Linked DNA regions of Mus musculus: regions 1, 3 and 4 are each linked to region 2. Evidence: chromatin contacts called from public promoter capture Hi-C data. All regions are on one chromosome and are shown on one strand. Each heading gives the region's core, a stretch centred on a gene start, on an enhancer-like site or on the middle of the called end of the contact. The rest is flanking DNA. Distances are from core to core; before and after follow the strand shown. Region 1 holds the start of Creg2 (cellular repressor of E1A-stimulated genes 2). Region 2 holds the start of Il1r2 (interleukin 1 receptor, type II). Region 3 has its middle 56 kb from the start of Il1rl2. Region 4 has its middle 41 kb from the start of Rfx8.

Region 1 (2,700 bases), core at 48-2,547, 430 kb before region 2:
AGAAGCTTTCTGGAGGCTATTCTTAGGGAATACAGAGCCTCGGCCCCTCTCCATGCCATTCTGGGTGGAAGGAAGCAGGATAAAATGTGAATACAGTTTTGTGGATCGAAAGAGACGAACTGCAGCTGAAACAGCTCCTCCAGCTGTTACCTTTTGCTTAAGCCCTCTTTCTAAAAAACCTGAGTTCCATTTTTTTTTAAAGTGTAAATGTCTACCGGAGTGTGGATGGCGTTCCTCTTCCACACCCACTTGGTGTGGGAGGCGGTGCCAGAGTCTGTCTGCAGGACTGTCGGAGCCTGCAGGGAGCTGGGAGCTGGATGCGCCTCATCTGTGATTCCAAAAGCGATCCTGCCTACGTTCCAGGTTTCCAGCTTGTCACTGTTTATCTGATCATCTCTTTGGCCATTTTAGTACACAGGGATTCAATCACTAACCACGAGACTGTTTCCCAGCTTCTCCTTCCTCCCCACTCACATGCACTTGGCCAGATGGACCGACCCATGCACACGCTGGTTCCGTTATTCACAGGGCATTCACAGCCTATGAACCTGTGAAACCGGAGTCGCCCTGCGTCCTGGAAGGGAGACGCGCACCGCCCCCGCGTCCCGACCTCTGGCTTACCTTTTCGTGGGTGGACACAGTGGCCAGACAGCCCCAGGAGCTAGCGTGGGCTAGGGAGCGGGCGGTGCCGGCATGCACCCTGGGGCCAGGGGATGCCTCAGATGAGCCGCTCTCCCGCCGGTAGGAGAACATGCCACGCGCGGCCGGTGCGGGCCTGGCGCGGGCGGAGCCCCGAGGTCGCAGGTGCGTGTCCTCCTTGTGCGCCGAGGCCGGAAAGCTCTGCTGCCAGATGCTACTCGAGTCCTCCAGCAGCGCGGGCAGCGCCTCCTCAGTGGATGCACTGTCCAGCTCCTCATCTACCTCGTTGGTGACAGCCCAGGACACGGAGCTCACGATCACGTAGCCGGCGGCTGGGGACAACAGGGCGCTGCAGCATAGCAACCAGGACAGGCGACTCCCTGGCCAAGCAGGACGCTCCCTGCCGGACAGCGACATCTTCTTGGAGGCGACGCGCCCTGTGGCGGGGACCACTGACCAAGCAGCGGCCAGCCAGGGGCGCCCCCCTGCGGCGGAGCGTGCGTCGGAACCCTTCTCCTCGTGATAGGATTCCCGGGTTGAGGGTCTCCAATCAGTCCGGGGGCCGGGGTTCCCTATTGCCTTACACTCCCGTAAGAAGCGAAGTCTGCTGCACGACCAGAGTCCCCTGCGTCCACCGCCGCTGCTGGGCGCAGAGTCCACGCGTGTCTTGGTTTTCCGCAGGATGGCAAGCGTTTTGCAGCCAGAGGGTGGGCGTTCACAGCTCAGGCTCAATGCACTCCTCCGCTCGTCAGCTGTGCGACTCTACCAAGCTGATTAACTTCTCTGAGCCAACAAGAAGGGCATCACCAGGCTCAGTTATTGCACCCCATCACCTCCGCAGAACCGGGAACCACAATACACCCACATCTTCCATCACTCACCCAGTCAGCAGTGTCCTGCGGTTAGCGACACAGACTAATAGAACTTTATTGTTGTTGGGTGTTTTGTTTTGTTTTTTGTTTTTTGTTTTTTTTTTTTGTTTTTTTGTTTTTGTTTTTGTTTTTTTTCGAGACGGGGTTTCTCTGTATATCCCTGGCTGTCCTGGAACTCACTCTGTAGACCAGGCTAGCCTCGAACTCAGAAATCTGCCTGCCTCTGCCTCCCAAATGCTGGGATTAAAGGCGTGTGCCACCTCTGCCCGGCTTAATAGCGTATTTTAAAAACCATCTTGTTCCAGTAAGAAGTTTAATAGATATCAAAATAACTTCAAAGTAATTATAATTTCTTACCTGTTCTTATGATATCCAGTCTTTGTCCCACCATGGAATATTTTCTATCGCTTATATTCCTAAAATGCAAGAGTCCTGCACTAACTGGTTCTATAAGAAAGTATCTTGAAATGGGATTTGAGTTTTTCCTACATGTCTTCACTGTGCCCTGCTGTGAAACTCCTGTGACTCTTCCTGGATGCCTGGATGTCAGCTGTGAACACAGCTGGTCTCTTTCTCTTTGCATGGGAACTTCTTGTCTCTCCCTGGATGCCCCTGGCTGCTCTTTCTCTCTCTCTCCCCTCCCCACCCCCCACCCCACAACCCCTTCTCTGCTCTCCGTCTGCTTTGAAACATTGATGGTGTCTTCAGTTTCTCCCCAAGACATCTTGTTTACTCTCATGGCTTCTGCTGTTATCGGCTGCTGCTCTCTCCCCAGCTTCACAGACCCTCTTATCCCCTGTTTAGGGGAAAGATGTGTTCCATGGTCTTGAGAGGCACAATGGGGAGTCATGGAAATACTACACACTGCAGCCAGGTATGATGGCACACACCTGTTATCTATCCTAGCACTCGACAGGTGGAGGCAGGAGATTCAGGAGTTCAAGGTCAGACTTAGCTAGGTAAGCAAATTTGAGACCAGCCTAGACTACATGAGACACCACCTCAAGATCCACCATAAAAACCAACAACTCCTCCTCCCTGAAATACAAATTAAAAATAATCCAGATCTTGTCCTATCATGTTCTGATTGTGGGATAGTGGCATGTCACTGTTGCCTCTACAAAATGGGGACGGTTACATCTCCCCCACCGGGGTTTGGGTGTCAAGCCTGACATCTCTAGTTTCAGGG
Region 2 (2,700 bases), core at 132-2,631:
TCCTTTGAGGTTCAAGATGCCTGTTACCCAAGATGCTTGTTGCAAATGCTGAGGTAGAGACTCCTCCTCAATTAGACCCAATGTGGTTCTGGCTCAGAAACCAGAAGCCACCCATGGAAAACCTGTGGCAAGGTACTTTTAAGTGACATGCAGCCCAGAGAGTGGAGGAAGGTGACTGGAAGACAGTATGTGTGAGCCACCAACATCATGCATGCATGCCCAGTTTGAGGGGGTGGTCTGAACTCTGAATACTTTGACACATTGTCTTTACCATTCATTTGTCTTTAGCAGATACAAATTCTGCGATATTGATGGAAGAAAATATGGTCATCAAATACCTAGGATAAAATTCACAGTGAGACAATATGTGGTGGAGAATTCTAAGCCCTACTCTGGTCAGCTGGGCAACAGAAGGACTCTTTGTCATACAAACAATTCTTTCTCATAAGTACTTCACAAATTAAGGACAGGGAGAGAAAACATGGGCTTCAGACTCCTTTTGGGGAGGTAAGATGAAGGCGGGGGTGGGGGGCAGGGGATGAGATTTGCATTTGTTCTTATTCCTACATCATTCTGGAGGTCGGAGGTCTGCATGGGCCTCAGTGGGCTAGAATGAATTGTAGTCCATACAGGGTCCCTGGAGCCACAAGGGCAGCATCCATGTCTTGGGTTTTTGTCCAGCCTCTGGCTCTCTGGCTCATGGACTGCAGCACTACACACACCATCCTCTTCCTCCTTTGGCTGTCTTACCACTTTTTCCTGAAGCACCAAACCCGAGCCTGTCTCCGGACCTGGAAATCCTTAACTTACATTAGCAGTCACTTTCTCTACATTAAGCAGCATGTTCCCAGCTTCCAAAGACTCAGACAAAAAGTTAAAAACAAAACCAACCAAACAAACAAACAAACAAAAAGCCAAACAAAGGCCCCCCTAAAACAAGCCCATCCATTTAATCCTCCTCCTAGTCAAGAAGAGTTCCTTGGGGGTGGGAGTGGGGATCTTGTGTCCCACTCATTTAAAACCCTCCTTTTCTCTTTAATGGGACCATGGTTGGGTTTTAAGCAGCATCCAGCAGATGGGGTGAAATCTTGCCTGTGAAACTGTTTACAACTTCTTCATGTACAGCCAGCATCACTTTAAAATGTGTTCTTGGCTGGAAGCATGCCATTCTAGCGACACACACACACACACACACACACACACACACACACTCAAATAAGGAAACTCAGAGTTTCCTAGGCCACTTCCCCATATGGCAAGGATGTACGCACAAAGCACCATGAGCAGGGTGCTCCCCGTGAGCAGGGAAAAGGTGTGTCCACCACCACCCAATTAGAGTGAGTGACACAGGCCAGTTAGGAAACCACAAGCAGGAGCCTATAAATCCCTGAGGGGGCTGCTGGGACATCACAGAAGGTGAAAGTCTGGCCCAGCAGCCTTCCCCAGTCAGGCAAGAAGCAGCAAGGTACAAGAATACACAGCTCCAGGTAAGAAGGTGGGAAAGAGGCAGGGGGAGACACCAGGAAGCCAGTCACCAGTCAGACACCAGTCTGAACATCAGGTCTGCTTTTAGTGGGTCCTCAGGCAACCCTCTATGAGTCTCCTAGCTTCCTCTGGGTGAGCGGTCTCCTCACCTGTGTGGAGGTCACTTTATTCCTTGATTGTTTTCTACTTCGTTTTCTCTGTTAGAAAAAAAGGGAGGGGGGGGACTACATCAGAGAGCTGCTATTGAATGTCCACAGATCCAGGTAGCAGGGGACAGACAAGCATCTAGAATTCACCTGGAGGAAGGGAGTGGGCTGGGTTCTTACCTTGGGAGGCTGAGCATCTGGGACAGAGCGCAGAGCACGTTGAAAGGCTTTGGGGACTTTCCTAGGGTGATTTTTTTTTTTTAAATGTACCTGATGCCTCTCAGAAACCATAGCTTCCAGGCAGACTGGGCAGCACTCTAAGACCTGCCTGGCACACACAGTTATTAGATAAATGAATGTACTGGTTTTTTTCCCTCCTCTGCTTCTTAAAGTCTCTTCTCTTCAGTCCCCTACTCTATTTTGAAGCCCATTTTTTCCCTTCTGAGCCCTAGCTTATATGTCTCTGACCTCAGCCTCCTTACACAGGGTGATCTTGGCCAGAGCTTCTCTCTGGGTTTCCTACTGTGTAAATAGAGGCAAAAGACTGGCCTGTCCTTCCCAGTCCCTGCTTGCAGTGGGATGTTGCTGGCTTCCGTCCGTGTTCCATATCGGCTTCCATCAACCTCACCCTCCTCTAGCTCTGCCTTACCTGGAGGCTTGCTCTCCGGGATCAGCATCTTGTTCCTACAGGCATAAGTGCAGAAGAATGTCTTCCCCGAGGCCTCTCTGAGCCTCGCCTGCCTCAATGCATTCTTTTCCTTTTCTTAGCTGGTAGTGCTGCGGGGATGGACCCTCCCTCGTGTGCTGCAGGTTGTCCTGGGCTTCCCCAAGCCATTCTCATTCCCAGCTCACCCTCAAATCCTACTGTTTTGACAGCGAGAATGGAGCGATCACGTGACCACGTCCGACTTTTTGACAGTGAGACCGGGGAGATCACGTGATCACGTCCCTCCTCCCATACCCCAGGATAGCAGCGCCAGCCTCTAGGGACAGCAGAAGCGGCAGAAGCGGGTGCTTTTTCAAGGAACTTCCGACTACTCTGTTTATCAGGTCTTCCAACTTGGCCTTT
Region 3 (2,700 bases), core at 148-2,647, 300 kb after region 2:
GAGAAAATCATGCCTTAATTTGCCAAAGTAGAGCAAAGACTCCATTTGGCATTTCCCCGTGGCGCTGTGGCACCCTCTAGTGGCGATATTAAGAATGACGCTTCTCCTAGGGCAACGGAGTCCTTCGCAGGGCACCACTTTTAGAAGGTTCTCGAACTTCAGGCTAAGAATGTGCTTCTTCCCCTTAGTCTGGATTGTGCAGGTGGGTCACTGCTTCTAAGATGAGCTGGATTCCTCCTCAGGCAAACCACACTGCCTATGTTAAAGCATACCACAGTCACGATTCCTTGTAAGAAAATGTGCTAGTGAGGCCTCCATGAAGTCCCGCATGTTGCTGTCACAGATGAGGTAGTCTTTGTGTAAGACACTTGGGACCATATCTATTCAAGCCTTCTGATCTTTGGGGGGTGGGCCTTGAACTACTTAAATATGCATAATGAGATACCTTGGGGCTGGGTCCCACCAAGTCTGATAACGATTTTTATTTACATTTGATATGCTTCATACACGCAACCTCCAGGTAATTTAGTGTCCGTGTTCAGTTCTTTCTGATTTCACATTGCACGAGGGCAGGCTGGCTTTTCTGTCAGAGGTAATGTTGTGTCTGTGGAAAAATGCTGTCTATTTGAGAGCACGTTGTACACTTTTTAAAAAAGACTAGTGACTCAGCCTGTAACTGTAATAATTATTAGCCCGACTACACTAATATTATTTTTACAGCAATTGGCACCAGCAATTATGGTATCTGATGTTTACTGGTAGGTACAATGGATCAGGCAGGAGCTCCAAAAACAACAGCGGTCACCGATTGGCTGATTCAAATGTGGCCTCCCTCTGTCAGGGCCAGCAGCACCTCTGTGGTTTTGGTAGAGGGGCCCAGTGGTGGTCTGACTCCCTAACCCATGAACGATGAGCATGGGAAAGATCTGCACTATGGGCCACATTGTGTTTTCCGGCGAGCTGTTGGCTTCAGCTAAAGTGTTCCTTTGCAGGGATGCTAAACCTTTTTGAGTGAGTCTCCCCCTTGGTGTTAAGAACAATGTCACCTGGTGAAATAGGGTTGAGAGGGAGCACAGGGAGTATGTTGGGGTCCCTGGACACCTGTGGCACAGGTTGTTGTTGGTTTACCCAGGGCTGGGGCTCCTGCGTTGCCAAGGATAAAAATTAGGTAGTGGAGCACAAGTGTCACGACCTCTGCCCCCGAAGTTCTTGTGGGCATCAGCCATGTTGTAAATTTGCATCTCAGTTTGGGGTTATGTACAAGTTTAATGTCAGTGCCAAATCCGACGCTTTAAAACCCCAGCAAAAGTGCAGCTGGTGGATTCCAAACACAACCTTTCCACATTGCACAGGGTTGTTTCTTCTGTCCTGCAGGGGGCACCCTCGTGCTTTTCCTTCTGAGTAGAATCTGTTTAGAACTAGAAGGTTAGCTTATATAATACTGGAAGGGGCTATGCACATTGCTGGAGGCAGTGGAAGAATCATTAGTCTTACTGAACTGTGAAAATCATGACCTACAGGATGCAGAGTGGAGCCTCACCGCACATGGTGTCAGCCCTGTCTCTCAGATACTCTTAGCTGCGGCTCTGGTTCACTGCCAAGGATATCACGTGGATTTTGGTAACACCTTCATGCCCTTTGACAAATTGGAATCTGCCCAGAGCTCTGACTGAGGTGGTCCTGTGAGAAATGTATCTATGCTTAGTTTGACATGCTGTGGGTAAGCCTCCCATGGTTACAGAGGAAACACCTCCGATCCTAACTGTGTTCTCCAGAGAGAAACATTTTTAGGGTACAGGTAGAGCGAGCCAGTAGTCAAGAGTTCTTTTGAACAGTCAAGAAAGTGGAGATTCACCTTCCAGAATGGAGAGTGCGCCAAACCGCGGTTGTGCCAAGCAGCTACCTCTAGGATCTGGACTCATAATTTTTATTCAACTGTCTCTCTTCCCTTTCCCACCTCTGAGGTGGTCTCGGGGTGGTATCCCCCTTGGAACAGAAAGAGGTTTTCTTAGGTTCAATCTTTTTTCACCATTCAGTCTGTTACAAGTAGGTTCACTGGATAAAATTCGATGCGTAAAGATGTAACAGCAAGGAGAGCTGAGATGTTTGCTAGGGCAACGGGCTTTCTAGGAGGCAGCCTGAACCAACTTTGCTGTTTTCTCAGAATCCCGTGCTTTCTCTTCACTAGTTAGCTTGGCTGGCTCATACCCAGCTGTGAGCCCTCTTATTTACCTTCCCCAGTGTCTCTGGCCTTGCTCCTTAACCCTGACGTTCTTTCTCTTTAACTGCATCAGCGCAGCATTCTGCGGTCCCCGAGGTTCTGCGTACCGGAAGTTCCTGACCCAGCTTCCTGCAGTGGTCTCAGATACACCAGTCTGCTCAAGATCCTTTTCCATCCTCTTTCAGAAACTAGAAGATTTTACGCCCAGGTATGAGCAGCAGCCTATGTGCATCTCCAGGCCTCCAGGAAGCACCCTGCCCCTCTCAGGGATGAGCAATCGCCTATGCCCGTGTCTGCCACCAGACAGCAACCCTTTTTTTTTGTAGCTCATTGTTGTCTATTTTGGAGGCACAGTGTCTGAAACTGGCCAGATGAGCTGAATCAAGGCAGGGTTACCCAGTTCCTCGTTCTTCCTGACACTCAGTTCTAGGAAAATTTCTCTTAGCATCCTTCTTCCTCATTTGCCTGGTTGGGTGAGG
Region 4 (2,700 bases), core at 23-2,522, 320 kb before region 2:
GGGCATGGTGTTCCCAGGTACCAAGAATCTAAGGCATCTAGGGATGTATGAAGCATCAGAAGGATGCAGGCTGGTTCTATGCAAACATGATGCTATGCTCTCTAAGGGACCCTGTAAAGGAACAGGGGTCCTGGCTGTGAGGGCCTCCCTGCAGACTCAGAGAGAAGACTGTTACGACAGAGGCGTCCTTAGGGATAACGGTGAGGGCTCCATCTGAAGTTCATGCTGCTCATTCCTCAAAGCTCCCACCGAAAAAATGCTCTCATCTTCTAAGTCTGCCTCAGAGTCCACCTCCAGGAACTAAATCACACACTGGCAGCTGCTCAGGAGTGGACCACACATGTGCACAGAAAACACACACTTCTTGTTTATTCCATATTTGTTTCATTGTTAGTTCCACTTTATATATCTGCTATATATGGCACTACATTAGATTGAATATTATATAATTACATGTCACATACACATTACATACCGGCAGTTTCATACAGTATACATTCCTTTTCTTTTTTCTTTTTTTTCTTTTCTTTTCTTTTTTTTTTTTTTTTTTTTGGTTTTTCAAGACAGGGTTTCTCTGTATAGCCCTGGTTGTCCTGGAACTCACTCTGTAGACCCGGCTGGCCTCGAACTCAGAAATCTGCCTGCTTCTGCCTCCCCAGTGCTGGGATTAAAGGTGTGCGCCACCACTGCCCGGCCAGTGTATATTTCTTAAAGTGTTTTTTTTTTTTTTTTTTTAACTGCCTAAGCGTGTTTTGTTTTGTTTAAATATAAGGAATAGTGGGTGTGGAAAGCCAAATCCTACTGATCTCGTGAAAACATCCCTGATTTTATATTTCTCATGCCCTTGCGACCTCAGATTCCACCTACCTGAGCCACGCCCAGGTCTTCCTGGCAAAATCTCTTCCCTCCAGAATCTGACTCAGTCTTTCTGCCTGGCACACTGGGGCCGCAGCTAACAGACGTCGGATGAATAACATCCTGTAATGTGGGGCCCTCGCTGAGGAGAGGTGGGGGGCAGGGCGAGGTTCTGGGCCAGAATTCATGCTAAGTCAAAGTTAAGGCCCCAACTCCCAGCAGCTTAGTAACCGCACGACTGGCTTCATTCGTGCCGGTTCCCACACACCCACGCCAGGAAGAGGGAAGGGATAGCCTGTCCCCAGGAGTAGGGGCAACTGCAGCTCTTCCTCCAGTGAGAACTCCAGTCTCTGAGCTGGGCTCCATCCTTCTGCACTGGGAAATGGTTTTCTTGACTCCCCCTGGGCACTTTTCCCAGGAGGATCCACTAGATGGCCTGCGTTGAACACCACCTTTCCGGGAGCGTGCCTGAAGGGGGAAGGACTGCTTCTTAGCCTTCCTGCTTAGCTATTTTCTTCTTCTTCACAATTTGTCCAGGTAAATCTCCTGCAGTGTAACCATACTAACCCCTCAACAAACTTCACGTTAGACAATAGGAACGAGCTGAGGGGTGAGTGTTGAGACTCTTTAGTGGAAGAGCTCTCTGACTGGAAACACAGCAAATCAAGCGATTTCTGAGTCACAGCACGGACAGTACTGCAGAGAAAGAAGTAGTAAATTAAGGCCTGCTACACAAGCTAGTTTGAATAAAGAGAAACGACAAGACCTTGTACTGGTGGGGCCGGAGTAATTCAAGCTCCACGGCACTTTGGGGGTAGGCACGGGGCATCGCCACACATGTAGTTGTGGCTTTTGCCCTTAGTTGTAAAAGCCAAAGACAGTTTGAACTCTTTGACCGGGAAACTTCGAAGATTCCTAAAGCTAGAGAAAAGCAGTCAGTATGAAAAAAAAAAAAAGTTCGTCTCTGCTACTTGCAGTAAAGGAAACTTGGAAAGAAGCCCAGGGACTGACTGTAGGGAGCTGACTCAGCCAATGCGCAGCTGAGAAGATGGACCGCGTGGAGCGCCCCCGCCCCTGGATACAGGAAGTCCTGCTGAGTGGCTATTTTCTCTGGTTAAATGTAGATTTGCGAGTTTGGGGATGAAAGTAAGAGCAGACTGCTTGTGTCCGAGTAAACTCTTACACAGACAATGATTGTTACACCACACATGAAGAAAACCCAAACCAGCTTGTGCTGGATCCCCAAACCCAGCTCAGGAAGCTAAGGCAGAAAGGATCATGAGTTCTAAGCCAACCTGGGCTACTTGGAGAACATACACAAATTAAACTCAACAGCCACCGTCAGTTGGAGGAGCTGATTCTAGAGTCGATTTTCGGGAGCTGAGTGAGGGGCATTATAGTCGGTCTGGCTTTCTGTAACAAAATGCCACAGACTGGCAGAGTTCAGAAAAGCTTGGAGTTCCAGAGGCCATCAAGTATCATAGGAGTCGTCTAACAAGAGGATGGGTCAGAGCCCTCTTTTCTTCTCTTCCTGACTTCTCTGTGTCATCACCTCTGCTGGGCAAAGACTCTGTCAGGCAGAAACTGCTTGTTCTTGGGCTCCTCCTGAATGGTTGAGAAGGACATTCCTAAATTGATAAATTCTCTAGCCTCATGTACTCTGCCACAGCCTCACAAGACAGATGAAGAATCTATGCCATGAGAGATGAAGGTTTGACCTGCAGTGATGAAGAGAGGGATGCAAACATTCACTCCTTAAAAGAGACATTTCCATTGGCATGCTAGGTGGTCCCCCAAAAATACCCCGGTCAGAGAGAAACCCTAACCCACTTTCCCTGTGTCTCA

Evidence for each region. Promoter capture Hi-C pulls out the DNA fragments that hold promoters and counts their contacts. Capture Hi-C pulls out chosen DNA fragments and counts their contacts.
Region 1: a promoter capture Hi-C map of liver shows a contact between it and region 2. The contact joins the promoter of Creg2 here to the promoter of Il1r2 in region 2. A contact is called at or near these places in 14 of 39 promoter capture datasets (the 3T3-L1 cell line, 3T3-L1-derived adipocytes, the C10 cell line and 7 more), 1 of 115 datasets of contacts at active chromatin or transcription factors (bone marrow-derived macrophages) and 3 of 9 other capture datasets (adipose tissue, liver and pancreatic islet).
Region 3: a promoter capture Hi-C map of hippocampal neurons shows a contact between it and region 2, with 5 times the contacts expected there. The contact joins the enhancer-like site here to the promoter of Il1r2 in region 2. A contact is called at or near these places in 20 of 39 promoter capture datasets (3T3-L1-derived adipocytes, the C10 cell line, the HPC-7 cell line and 14 more), 1 of 15 datasets of contacts at CTCF or cohesin (the NIH/3T3 cell line), 2 of 484 Hi-C or Micro-C datasets (bone marrow-derived macrophages and embryonic stem cells), 10 of 115 datasets of contacts at active chromatin or transcription factors (the 230-238 cell line, SST interneurons, bone marrow-derived macrophages and 6 more) and 4 of 9 other capture datasets (adipose tissue, liver, macrophages and 1 more).
Region 4: a contact with region 2 is called in a promoter capture Hi-C map of hippocampal neurons, with 1.9 times the contacts expected there. The contact joins the enhancer-like site here to the promoter of Il1r2 in region 2. A contact is called at or near these places in 5 of 39 promoter capture datasets (the 3T3-L1 cell line, the C10 cell line, embryonic stem cells and 2 more), 2 of 484 Hi-C or Micro-C datasets (B cells and uterus), 2 of 115 datasets of contacts at active chromatin or transcription factors (bone marrow-derived macrophages and pancreatic cancer cells) and 3 of 9 other capture datasets (adipose tissue, embryonic stem cells and liver).

Annotation. Positions count from the first base shown.
Region 1 is chr1:39,649,885-39,652,584 of GRCm38.p6, forward strand. Creg2 (cellular repressor of E1A-stimulated genes 2) reads right to left here and starts at 1,298. Exons shown (of 4, transcript NM_170597.4): 1 at 622-1,298. The coding sequence starts at 1,056. It overlaps D930019O06Rik (a long non-coding RNA gene), which reads left to right and starts at 1,584. Exons shown (of 2, transcript XR_001778897.2): 1 at 1,584-2,385.
Region 2 is chr1:40,083,333-40,086,032 of GRCm38.p6, forward strand. Il1r2 (interleukin 1 receptor, type II) reads left to right here and starts at 1,382. Exons shown (of 9, transcript NM_010555.5): 1 at 1,382-1,487. Gm16894 (predicted gene, 16894) reads right to left here and starts at 2,519. Exons shown (of 4, transcript NR_037980.1): 1 at 2,281-2,519; 2 at 1,812-1,955; 3 at 1,635-1,682.
Region 3 is chr1:40,378,879-40,381,578 of GRCm38.p6, forward strand. No RefSeq gene overlaps it. Among named protein-coding and RNA genes, the nearest start is that of Il1rl2, 56 kb to the left of the region's middle. Within about 2 kb of position 1,398, at least 37 of the 459 cell types and tissues checked have an H3K27ac peak or open chromatin away from gene starts, as enhancers often do. A contact at or near this core is called in the HPC-7 cell line, adipose tissue, bone marrow-derived macrophages and 3 more, where this site is marked.
Region 4 is chr1:39,760,294-39,762,993 of GRCm38.p6, forward strand. No RefSeq gene overlaps it. Among named protein-coding and RNA genes, the nearest start is that of Rfx8, 41 kb to the left of the region's middle. Within about 2 kb of position 1,273, at least 259 of the 459 cell types and tissues checked have an H3K27ac peak or open chromatin away from gene starts, as enhancers often do. A contact at or near this core is called in adipose tissue, bone marrow-derived macrophages, embryonic stem cells and 4 more, where this site is marked.